2 separate regions of the Mus musculus genome follow, and region 2 is linked to region 1. A link is a contact called in public Hi-C data. All regions are on one chromosome and are shown on one strand. Each heading gives the region's core, a stretch centred on a gene start, on an enhancer-like site or on the middle of the called end of the contact. The rest is flanking DNA. Distances are from core to core; before and after follow the strand shown. Region 1 has its middle 29 kb from the start of 8430437L04Rik. Region 2 has its middle 4.5 kb from the start of Gm39850.

Region 1 (5,207 bases), core at 1,396-3,895:
TGCATGTGTGAAAGAGCATTGTCAGAGACCTCATCTGAGCCTTGTCAGAATCCCTTCATGGCTGCCCGATGACACCAGGGGAATCAATGCTCTCTCTACTGACAGCCACTTCTTCAAACATCATGGAATGTGGTGGAAACACTCATGGGGACGACATGGGCAGTGTTTCTGTCTCCTTGTCTCCTTGTTCTTGGAACAAGGGGTGAGCTTTGCTAGCAGGGAAATCTTCCATTTTCTCCACGAAGCTCTCTTGAAGAGTGTGCTGTACTTGGGTTTAATTTCCTGTACATCCCCCTCTGCTGTGAAGGGCTGACTACGAACCAATTTAAGTAACTCTAAAAAAGCTAACACATCAATGACCAGGCACACAGAAATGCTGTACACTCAAAGTCACAATCAAGCACCTAAGTGGCATTGTGTGTCAATTGTGTCAAATATTATGAATTAAAAACACTAGTGAGGGGCTGGAGAGATGGCTCAGTGGTTAAGAGCACTGAATGTTCTCCCAGAGGCCCTGGTTCAATTCCCAGTAACCACACTGTGGCTCACAACCATCTGTAATGGGATCCAATGCCCTCTTCTTGTGTGTCTGAAGACAGCTTCAGTGAACTCATAAATGAAAAAATAAATAAATCTTTTTTAAAAAGACACTATTGAGTTGGATAAGTATTGGCATAACAGTTTCCGTCCTATGTAAATGGTTTTCTATTTGGAGGACTGTGAAAACAGATTGCTCTCTCTCCAAGGGGAAAATACAAGCACAGAATACATTGCTCTGTGTTAAGGGGGTGGTGTCAAGTGTTCAAACTTTAGGTTCTAAACTGGGCACTGCTAGTTATTAACCATAGACCTTGGACAGTGTCCTCATCTGAAGAGAGGAGAAAAGAGCCAGTCTGACCTCACAGGGAGCTTGTGAGTTTGAAATGAATTGATATGTGTACCCAAACCTTGAATGTAGCCATTACTTAATAAATAGCAGCAGCAGCAGCAGTGTTGTTATTTTATACAGGGAGGAAAAAAAATGAAGTAGAAAATCAGAAACATCAAAGAAAAAAAGAAATTTCTTAAAGTTGTGGTGAAGATCTAGGACAAGCAAACACCAGAGTGAAAGTAAGATGGGAGAAGTGTATGTATGGCATTGTTTACTAAAATCCACCATTCATTTCAAACTCTAAAGTCTTCCTCGGCCTTGCACCAAAGGCTAACTACCCAGTTCCCTGAAGGCCCCACTTTACAATGATTGTAATTACGATCAAGTTGGTACTAAGCCAATCAAATGACTCTGGCCCGCCAGCCATACAGTATATTTCAATGTCATGTTCTTACTTTTTTTTTCAGTCTTTTAATTTATGGTAATCTAATGTGTGCCTTGGGTTCTCTATTAATTTGGTCTGGTTAAACCCTTTTTAAAAGTTTTAAGCCCTTCTCAAATATTGGCTGAATCTACCAGCTAGGGCGACTGGTGGGTGGAGGAGAGACAAGCGAGGACTGCTTCAGAAAAGTGGGCCTTTATTCCTTTTGTCATATTTTGATTTCTTTAAAATTGCTCACTTGCATTTAAGTCCCTAAGAGCCATGAAAATTATGTTGAACGGTAGCAGGGACTTGTGAAAAGGCCCCACAGAAGCGTCTGAAATCTACGGGCCCTTGAACCTTTTTGCATCCTGCAACATCTGACATGCTTTGTGAGAGGCGGCCACCTGCAGGAGTTCGAAAATAGATGCTTCCAGCCAACAGAGAACGCTCAGAAGTGATGTGTTAATATCATTCTCGTAACTACTTGACCTCTGACCTAAGTAGCAGTAGCAAGCTGACCCAAGCCACAGTAAAAGAATTGGAGCTGTCATTCATATATTTGGGACCATGACTGAGAAGGGAGAGGGGAGGGAAGGGGAGACAGGGGAGACAACTACAAATAATTCCCTCCCCCCCCCCCCCCCCAGTGGTATGAGTTTGGCAGATTGTCTACCCAGCTGAAGTTCATTGAGTAATTAGCTAATCTCCGGGTTCATTTTTCCTGTGTGTGTCAGCTTAGACTCTGACTCACTCTCTCTCTCTGCCTGTCTCTCTCCCTCCCTCCCTCCCTCTCTCCCTCCTCCTCCTCCTCCTCCTCCTCCTCCTCCTCCTCCTCCTCCTCCTCCTCCTCCTCCTCCTCCTCCTCCTCCTCCTCTTCTCAGTTTAGATTTTCAACAGTTGACTTACTGTTTGGGTGTGGTAGAAAGTCAGTAATAGATCAGGAGGAAGGAAAGTGTGTATCACAGTGATTTTGTTTATGGAGAGTTTTCAAAGCATGGAATAAAATATATATTTTTTTAATGCTTAGAAGCCCCGGGGAGAAGAAAAAAAAAGCCAACATAATATAATGGAAACTTCATCAGAGCTAAAAAATTATAGCTCTACAATTCAAGATAAATCAGTAACTTCTACTGATCAAACCAGGGCTCCCTGCTAGGGTCACATCCCAGCTGCCTGCCTCACAGCCATAGACAAGACTTTATTCTCTCTCTCTCTCTCTCTCTCTCTCTCTCTCTCTCTCTTTCTCTCTCTCTCTCTCCTTTTTTTTCCAAACTGTCAACACTGCAAAGCCAATCCAGCTGTGGGGAAGGCAGCTGTGTGATATTCTGCCTCCCACTTAGTCAGCCAAATTGTCTGCTCACCGCCCCCGCCCCCATTCTCCTCCCCCAGTTGTTGCGGCTGCAGGGATAGAAGCACACCATGGCTGGAGACAGTTTCTGCCAGTTAACCCTGTGTTTCTCTGGCTCTCTCTCTTCTAGGCTCCCCTTATCATGCTTCCTCGCCCTGTACCTCCCCGGAGTCTTCTTTTTTTTTCCCCTTTTTATAGAAAGATCGTGTGCACGAGATAATTCTGATTGCTGGTAATTTCTTTAAAATCTAGTCATAAGCACAATTCCACAGTTCACGGCAGCCTTCTCTTCCCATACCTCTCCTCCTCCTTTTCATTCTTTGTTGATGGCTACATAGTATCACTACCTGGACTGACCCTGCCTTCATTTAACCATTTTTGGACTTAGCCGTAAGCAATGGTACAATGAATCTCTCTGCACACATCCCTACCTTCCTTTTTGACTATTTTCATCAGGAAGACTGTGAGTGGCATTGCTGACGAAAAGGCCATCTACTTTCTTAGGCATCTCATGAGTTGTTCCAGATAGCTTTCCTTTTAAGATCTATGAGCGTATGGTAGTCTAAGCCATTTTTAGTGGCTGAGCCACATGAGAGAGAAATGTGTTTCCTTTTCCCTCAGAGATAATGTGGAAACCATTGTACATCCCCAAGTCCTGTGTCCCAGCTGTGTCTGCTACAGTTTTGGAGACACGGTGTCCCTGTCTAAGGACTCTAAGGACGGCTGGGATTCAGTCTCAGGACTCAGGACACTAGCAGATTCTCCAGGGATGCTCCACGCCAAAGAGCAGACTAAGTGCCCCTGGAGATGGTGAGTACCCAGCAGGAGGGGAGGGTTAGCACTCAGGGGAGGGGTTTATCCTCTGTGACAATGGCTGGGAGTAGGGGGATCATTCCAGCTTCCATCAAGCTTCCCCCTAAAGAGCCTGGGGAGAGAGAGGAGGTTAGAGAAGACAGATATTGAGGAAGGATTTGAGAAGGGTGGATTAAAGGGAACAGAATCCTAAGCAGGGCTCCAAAGGCGTTGAACCAAGCTGGCTGGCTGGGTACCTGATTGTTTGAGTTTTTGGTTTCCATACATTTAAATATCTCCAATTATACTGATACTTATTGACAGTTCTTATTTTAGGCATAGGAATTTGTACATGTGCAAATGTGTTTATAACACAGGCCATATCCTAAATATCATCTGTGCAAACTGTATGATTTCATTAGATAAGAAAAGCATGACTTCCTTCCTGGAGAACCTTGAGACAATGTAGACAATCATAAAATTATCTTTAATCCTTGTCACCTAATGTAGCCACACTTCCTATGCTATCAACTTGCTGTGTATACTTCCATAGAGTCTGCCTTATATTTACATCCATGCATAGGCCTGAATAAGATGTATAGAATAATAATCAGTGTGGCCACACTTGTATATATCTGCCATAGTGTATGTACTGTCTTGTAACTTTCTGGGGGGGGCACATTAAAATATTTAAAATAGAGATAAATCTAGATTCTTAGTCAAATATAAGTTCCCTGTTGGTCATTCCAGTAGGAGTTCACTGCACTTTCTGGAGGCTCATTCTTTCGTAGTTTGAAGGGAAGGGCATCTCCAGCAGTGGGTTTGTATTCCCTCTTTGTCTCCATTGGCTCTTCAGCATTGACTGTTACCATAGAATCTGAGAGCCAGAAGGGTTTCCTGTTGACTCTCTGGCACAGCCCACTTATTGTATTGGGTGTGAAAATAGGTGAGAGGCCTGATTCCAGTTCTTACCTACCCACCTCAGCCTTGGTTTGTGCGATCCTTAGTTAGGGATGATCATTTCTGAATAGCTTCCAGAAAATTCCATGCAAGCCACTAACACTGAAAGCATTCCTCGGAGCAACTTTGTTCGCAGACAACCTCTGATAATCCCTTTCACCAAGATTTTGGCTCTGGGAGAAAAGCTTTAAACGCCTAAGCCAAGCAGGAACATGGAAGGAGCTGGATGGAGGAAGAGTGGCAGCCTTGGGTTCGACCTCGGGATTCTTCAGGTGAGATGAGCCCTCAGCTTTCCCTCTCAGGACCACTCAGTGAGCAGGGCTTTTATTTAAGGCCGAGCATTTGAAGGTCAGCTCCCATCTTTTACTTTTCTTATGATGTCAGAGGCAGAAAGAGCACAGCTTGCCTCTTGAATTTCAGGTGCAGGACCATTTCAGAAATAAGCAAGGAGAAAAAGAAAAGGACACAAAAAAGAAGAAGAAGAGAAAAAAAAAGACCCTTTGGCTCACAGAGTAAAAATCTTTGAAATGAAAGTTGTGCAGGCAGTAAATATGGAGGCACACAATACATCCAGAGCTGCAATTGAGAACACAGGCCACTGCCTCTCGGTTACAGAAAGCCAAGAGATGTTATGTTCCTTAATTAAAACGGAGCTCAAGAGTCGGTGGGAGGCACCTGCACAGCCCCTACCTGAAGATGCCAATGTACAGAGAAACTTCCAGCCGAGGAATTCACACAGAGGACGTGTAGGCAATTGTAAGTTTCTTTCAAACTCGGCCTCTGTCTGTCATACCTATGTAGTTACAAAATCA
Region 2 (5,105 bases), core at 1,425-3,924, 330 kb after region 1:
ATTCGCCACCAAGCCTGGCTCTTGTACATTTTTCTAAGTAGTTCAAGAGACGGGAGCTGTTGGAGGGTGGAGAAAGCAGAGACTAGCAGGCTGTAGGAGCAAATGAGCCCCCAGTCAGGCCCAGGAAAGAACTCGGAAGGAACAAGCTAGGATTGCTGGATGACCTCAGTTGGGCAGGGCCCTTTCGATTCTTGAGATGTAGAGCCTAACCTTCATAGATAAAGAGCGCCAACTCGAGCTATCTCTGGGGCTGGAAAAACACCCCAGTGCTTAAGGGTGTATGCTGTTTTCTCAGAAGATCCACCTCAACTCCTAGCACTGATGTTGGATAGTTCATAACCATCTGCAATCCTAGCATGGGCCCCAACACCACTGGCCTCCTCAGGCACCCATGTCCACGTGCATATATCCATACACAGAAACACACACATACATATAATAGCATATGTCCATACACAGAAACACACACATACATATAATACATACATATAATTTAATTTTTAAAAAAAATTCTTCTCTGTTTGACTTTCCTATCAGTCTTAGCTGATACTAACTGCCCTGGGTTTCCTTTCGTCCTCTACTATTATAAAACTTATCATCTATCCCATATACACAAACCATGACACGAACTAAAATTACAGGTCGCAAACAAACAAATGCACACATTCATAGGAATTCACACACAAGCAGGTGCAGTACAGTCACGTGTGTATCAGCTCTGTGCGTATCATAACACAGGAAGCCTCCCTAATCTATAACCCGAAATACAAGAGTCAGTCCACTTGACACCCATTAACTGAGCACACTCTGAGTTTTCTTCAAGCCTCTCCAAAGTCTTGCATGGCTATCAAAATATTTTTGGAAATTCTGTAACATTTTTTTTTTTTATTTTCCCCTGGCTTCATATTTCTGGTAAGGCCTCATCCCTAAAATACCCTTCTTCTGGGACACGGAAATAACGGTCCCAAAGCAGCTGCCAGAGTTAGAGCCACTCAGAGATTTGGGACACATTTCTAGGGAGGGCTACTTGTAATTGATTCAGTTAAAAGCCAACCCACTAAAGCTTTCAAAGAAACAGGTGTGTGGGGAGGGGAGAGAGGAAGCGGGGGGGGGGGGGCCGCGGGGGGGGGGGCTGTGCGTCCTTCTGGATCCTCTCCTTTTTGCTCACAATTCTATCTGCAGTTTTACTTCCCGTTTCTTCCCTTCTTTGGCCTCAGCGCTACCCCTCCTCTTGAATTTTATTTTAGATGTGCAGAAAAACAACCAACCATCTCCCTTCTCTCACCCCGCCCCACGCCGCCAGGGCGCTGAAGTCATATTTCTCTGTGGCTAACTTCCTCTATTGGTGCCTCACAACTGGATTCCTGTCACCCAGAACCACCTCCCCTAAGTTCAAAGCCAGTTAGAGGGCACATCTGGCACACAAGAGAGTGGGCTCCACCGACCAGCACAGCTGCTTGCCTGGCCCTGAGAGGCTTCCACCAGATAAACCACACTCGGGGTGTCGGTGTGGCTCACAGGGTCTTTGCCATGCTTCTGCCCACCTTGAAGTCAGTGGTTGGCATCTCAGAGACATCAGGGAATTGTTTTTTGAAAATACCTTTGAGAGAGGAAAAACTCTTTTCAAACAAAAACAAACCTTTGTTCCGGCCTGTTAAACAGAAATCCCCGAGCCTGGGCCGAGCGGTGCAATTTAAAAATAATAATAATAATTTTTAATTTTTTAAAAAATTTTTCTGAACACTTCCCAGATGATTCTATTGTACGGCCGGGTTAAGAACCACCGCTGTAGATTCTGCTAGTGGAAGCTATCCAAACCCCAGCTTACTCCCTTCCTTCCAAACGCACCCCAGGAGATTCCTCTGTCTGTTCTCACACGAAAGATATCTGGGAGCCAGGAAATAGAGTCAGGCGCCTGGGGAACGCAGCTAGGTGGAGGAAGGAAAGGGGTTGAAAACAGAGGAGGTGCCAAGTGGTGAAGCAGGCGCTAAGCCCCCCTCCCCTTCTGTACATAGGGACTGTACACAGCTTGTAGATAGGCATAAAGTCACCTTCTCGCTGCTGCCCGAGGACCTGGCCTCCCAGGCTCTGGGAGTTGACATATAAGTGCCATGAAGCTTCAGAGTGAGAGAGAGGAAAACAACTATTGCAGGACCCTGTCGCCCCAGGAACTGCGTTGCAGAGACTTTGGGAAGAGAACATGCGCGCTTTCCGTACAGCAGAGGACAATTGAAAAATTTAAGTCACGTCTATGCTGAAAGGGGACAAGAACAAATATGATTTGTGTGTGTGTGTGTGTGTGTGTGTGTGTGTGTGTGTGTGTGTGTGTGTGTTCGCGCGCGCGCCCTAAGGCGCTTGAGAGGCACACAGCTGCTGGTGTGTGATGTAATCTATTCCTGGTCACAGGAAGGCCAAGACTCCGCTGGGGTGGGGTAGAGTGGGAGGGGGAACTCCTAAGAGTCTCAACCCCCCACGATCCCTTCAGACCCCCCAAATGCTCACTGTGCAGTTGAGAAATAATAAGCAAACACGGAGCTCAGAGGTACTCTGCCCACCCCCCCTCCAGACATCCCTGGTTACTTAGGCAACTGGTGGACTCCCCCTTCCACACCAGCACTCCGAGGCCTGTGGCTGTGCAGGGGGAAGGGCAGGGGGAAGGGCCTGCCCCCACTGCCTAGTTCTTAGTCAGTGCTTCTTGGCCATCTGCCTGCCTTCCTCTGGCAGGGATATGCGGCTCTTGCACCCTTGGCTTAGTCCATGAGAAGAGGTCTCCCTGCCTCCACCCTTCTTTCTGTTTGCCTCTCTCCCCAGATGTCTCAAAGTTTCTGTGGGAAAGAATGTTCTTACTGCTAATGTGAGACTTTCAAAGTCGGGCCTTCTCCTGAAGGCATGGGAGCTGCCTGGTTAGGTGCCCCATCAGGGATACCCAACAGGAAGGTACCACTGGTCTACATTCAGGTGGCTGAATATCTCTGGGTTCCCCTGGCGTTGCTCTCTGATACCTGAGCTTCCAAATATCAGGTCTTTGTCCATCACAAGATTGATGCAGATGTGCAACATGGATATTGTCCAGCCCTAGAGGAGTGAGCGGTTTTATTTGGGGGTTGGTTTTGTTTTTCTTTAAGCGGGGTATGTGTGTGTGTGTGTGTGTGTGAAGAAAACCCTCCCCATTCATATAACCCTGTGCCTCCGATTTAGTAAACTTCTATTACCTTGACCTTTTTTGGGGGGTGGGGTGGTGGACTTGGAAACAAGGTCTCTCTATGTGGCCCTGGCTGTCCTGGGGCTCACCCACAATGTAGACCAGGCTGTCCTCAAACTCAGAAATCAGGCTGCCTCTTCCTCCCAAGTGCTTGGGTTAAAGGCAAAGACAGACCACTGCCCGGTTTTGATACCTAGACTTTTGAATGTGTTTCTTTTGCTTTTTTCCAGAAGAAATCCTGGCAAAGACCCAGTATGAGAGAGGATGGCAGATAATCAGCAGAGGTTCAACCTGTTGGACCCCAACACCAAACACAACACATCAGGCGTCAGGCCGGGTCTGTGCTGGTCGTCACCTCTCTCTCTCCAGCATCCAAACAAACAGCACTCCTCGGCAGGAGCAGATGTGGGTGCCTCCCACCATTAAGAATAAAGCACTTGGGAGGCAGAGGCAGGCAGATTTCTGAGTTTGAGGCCAGCTTGGGCTACAAAGTGAGTTCCAGGACATCCAGGGCTACACAGAGAAACCCTGTCTGGAAAAAACAAAAAACAAAAACAAAATAGCAACAAAAAAGAATAAAGTCTGTACTGTATCTCCAGCCTTATCTACTAGTCAAGAGTCAGACACTCCCCATGAAGTACTGGCTGTGTTAGGACTTTAAAACCTGTCAGAAGGATTGCAGATTGTGGTTACCAGCAGAAATGCCCTAAAGGCAGATCCTCCCACTGGAGCAACTGACAGGAAACACCCTGCCTGGAACAATATTCCTGCTGCAGAGGGTTTCTTGCCTCTCTCTCTCTCTCTCTCTCTCTCTCTCTCTCTCTCTCTCTCTCTCTCTTTCTTTCTTTCTCTTTTGAAACCAGAAAAACATGAAATATAAAACGGGCTCTAGTTGTACCTAGGCCTGGCCCCATGAAAACCTGAAAGTGGGCCAGATGGCAAAGTCAGGCTCCTAGCCCTCATCCACACTGGTGAGAGACAGACAAGGAGTCCTCTCCCTGGCTCAGGGCAGAGGGGGAACTGCTGGTGTCCGTGAGGGGAATACAGGGGGGAGGGAGGAGGGGATGGAGTTTGCACAGCATGTGAGGCACAGCATGGAGGAGCAGAAAAAGCAGAGAGGCATGTGTCAAGGGATTAATATGATAATCATCATGACAACAATAATGGCCTCTGCTTTTGGACTTTGGGCAAACCATTTCACAATTCTCTTTTTTCATGATGAAAGAATCAGTGTTCCGGGCCCAGGGCTTACCCTACAAATCATATGAGAGTGTGTGAATATAAAATTGATTTATAAACTGTTTCAAATATTCACTATTAATTCTACTTAAAATGAAATAGACCTTCCAAGACAGATGCCAGGCTTAAATATCATCCCTCACAGGAAGTAATCACCTTTTAATAATTGGCTATGCAGGATTTGGTGACTGCGTTGGCCATATCATATTTTTCCTTGTAATATTCCAAAGTGTTCTTGGCGATATGTAAACAGTCTCATTATGTAAAAGCCCTTATCATGGCATGTGCTAAAGTGGGCTCCTACCTGCCAATTCGGTGGGGTTTCAAGGATCCCCCAGGGACCCTCTGCACAACTCTGAGTGGGTGGTGCAAGTCTTTAACAAGAGTACATAAAAATGTGTCTATTCTCATTGAATGCAGTTATCTCTATGATTTGTGAGTGGGCTGCTCAATGATTTCAGAAAAACATTTCCCTCCAGCTGGCAAGATGTCAAGACTGAAAAACACATCCCCTGGTTCTTCTTCTTGCCCCAATTGGGATGGATGAGCCTAATTCTCACCACCCCATTTCCTTAAGCCATTAGCAGTGATTGAATCTCTGCGCATCCCAGTGAGTTGCACTCCGGCCGTCTCAATGCACAGGAGCACCCGTAATATGGAAAAC

What was found. Hi-C and Micro-C count contacts between places; a contact is called where the count stands out from the background.
Region 2: a contact with region 1 is called in a Hi-C map of muscle stem cells, with 2.3 times the contacts expected there. The contact joins two enhancer-like sites. A contact is called at or near these places in 1 of 39 promoter capture datasets (cranial neural crest), 1 of 484 Hi-C or Micro-C datasets (muscle stem cells) and 1 of 115 datasets of contacts at active chromatin or transcription factors (embryonic basal ganglia).

The regions. Positions count from the first base shown.
Region 1 is chr2:72,671,831-72,677,037 of GRCm38.p6, forward strand. No RefSeq gene overlaps it. Among named protein-coding and RNA genes, the nearest start is that of 8430437L04Rik, 29 kb to the right of the region's middle. Within about 2 kb of position 2,646, at least 46 of the 459 cell types and tissues checked have an H3K27ac peak or open chromatin away from gene starts, as enhancers often do. A contact at or near this core is called in muscle stem cells, where this site is marked.
Region 2 is chr2:73,001,932-73,007,036 of GRCm38.p6, forward strand. No RefSeq gene overlaps it. Among named protein-coding and RNA genes, the nearest start is that of Gm39850, 4.5 kb to the right of the region's middle. Within about 2 kb of position 2,675, at least 275 of the 459 cell types and tissues checked have an H3K27ac peak or open chromatin away from gene starts, as enhancers often do. A contact at or near this core is called in muscle stem cells, where this site is marked.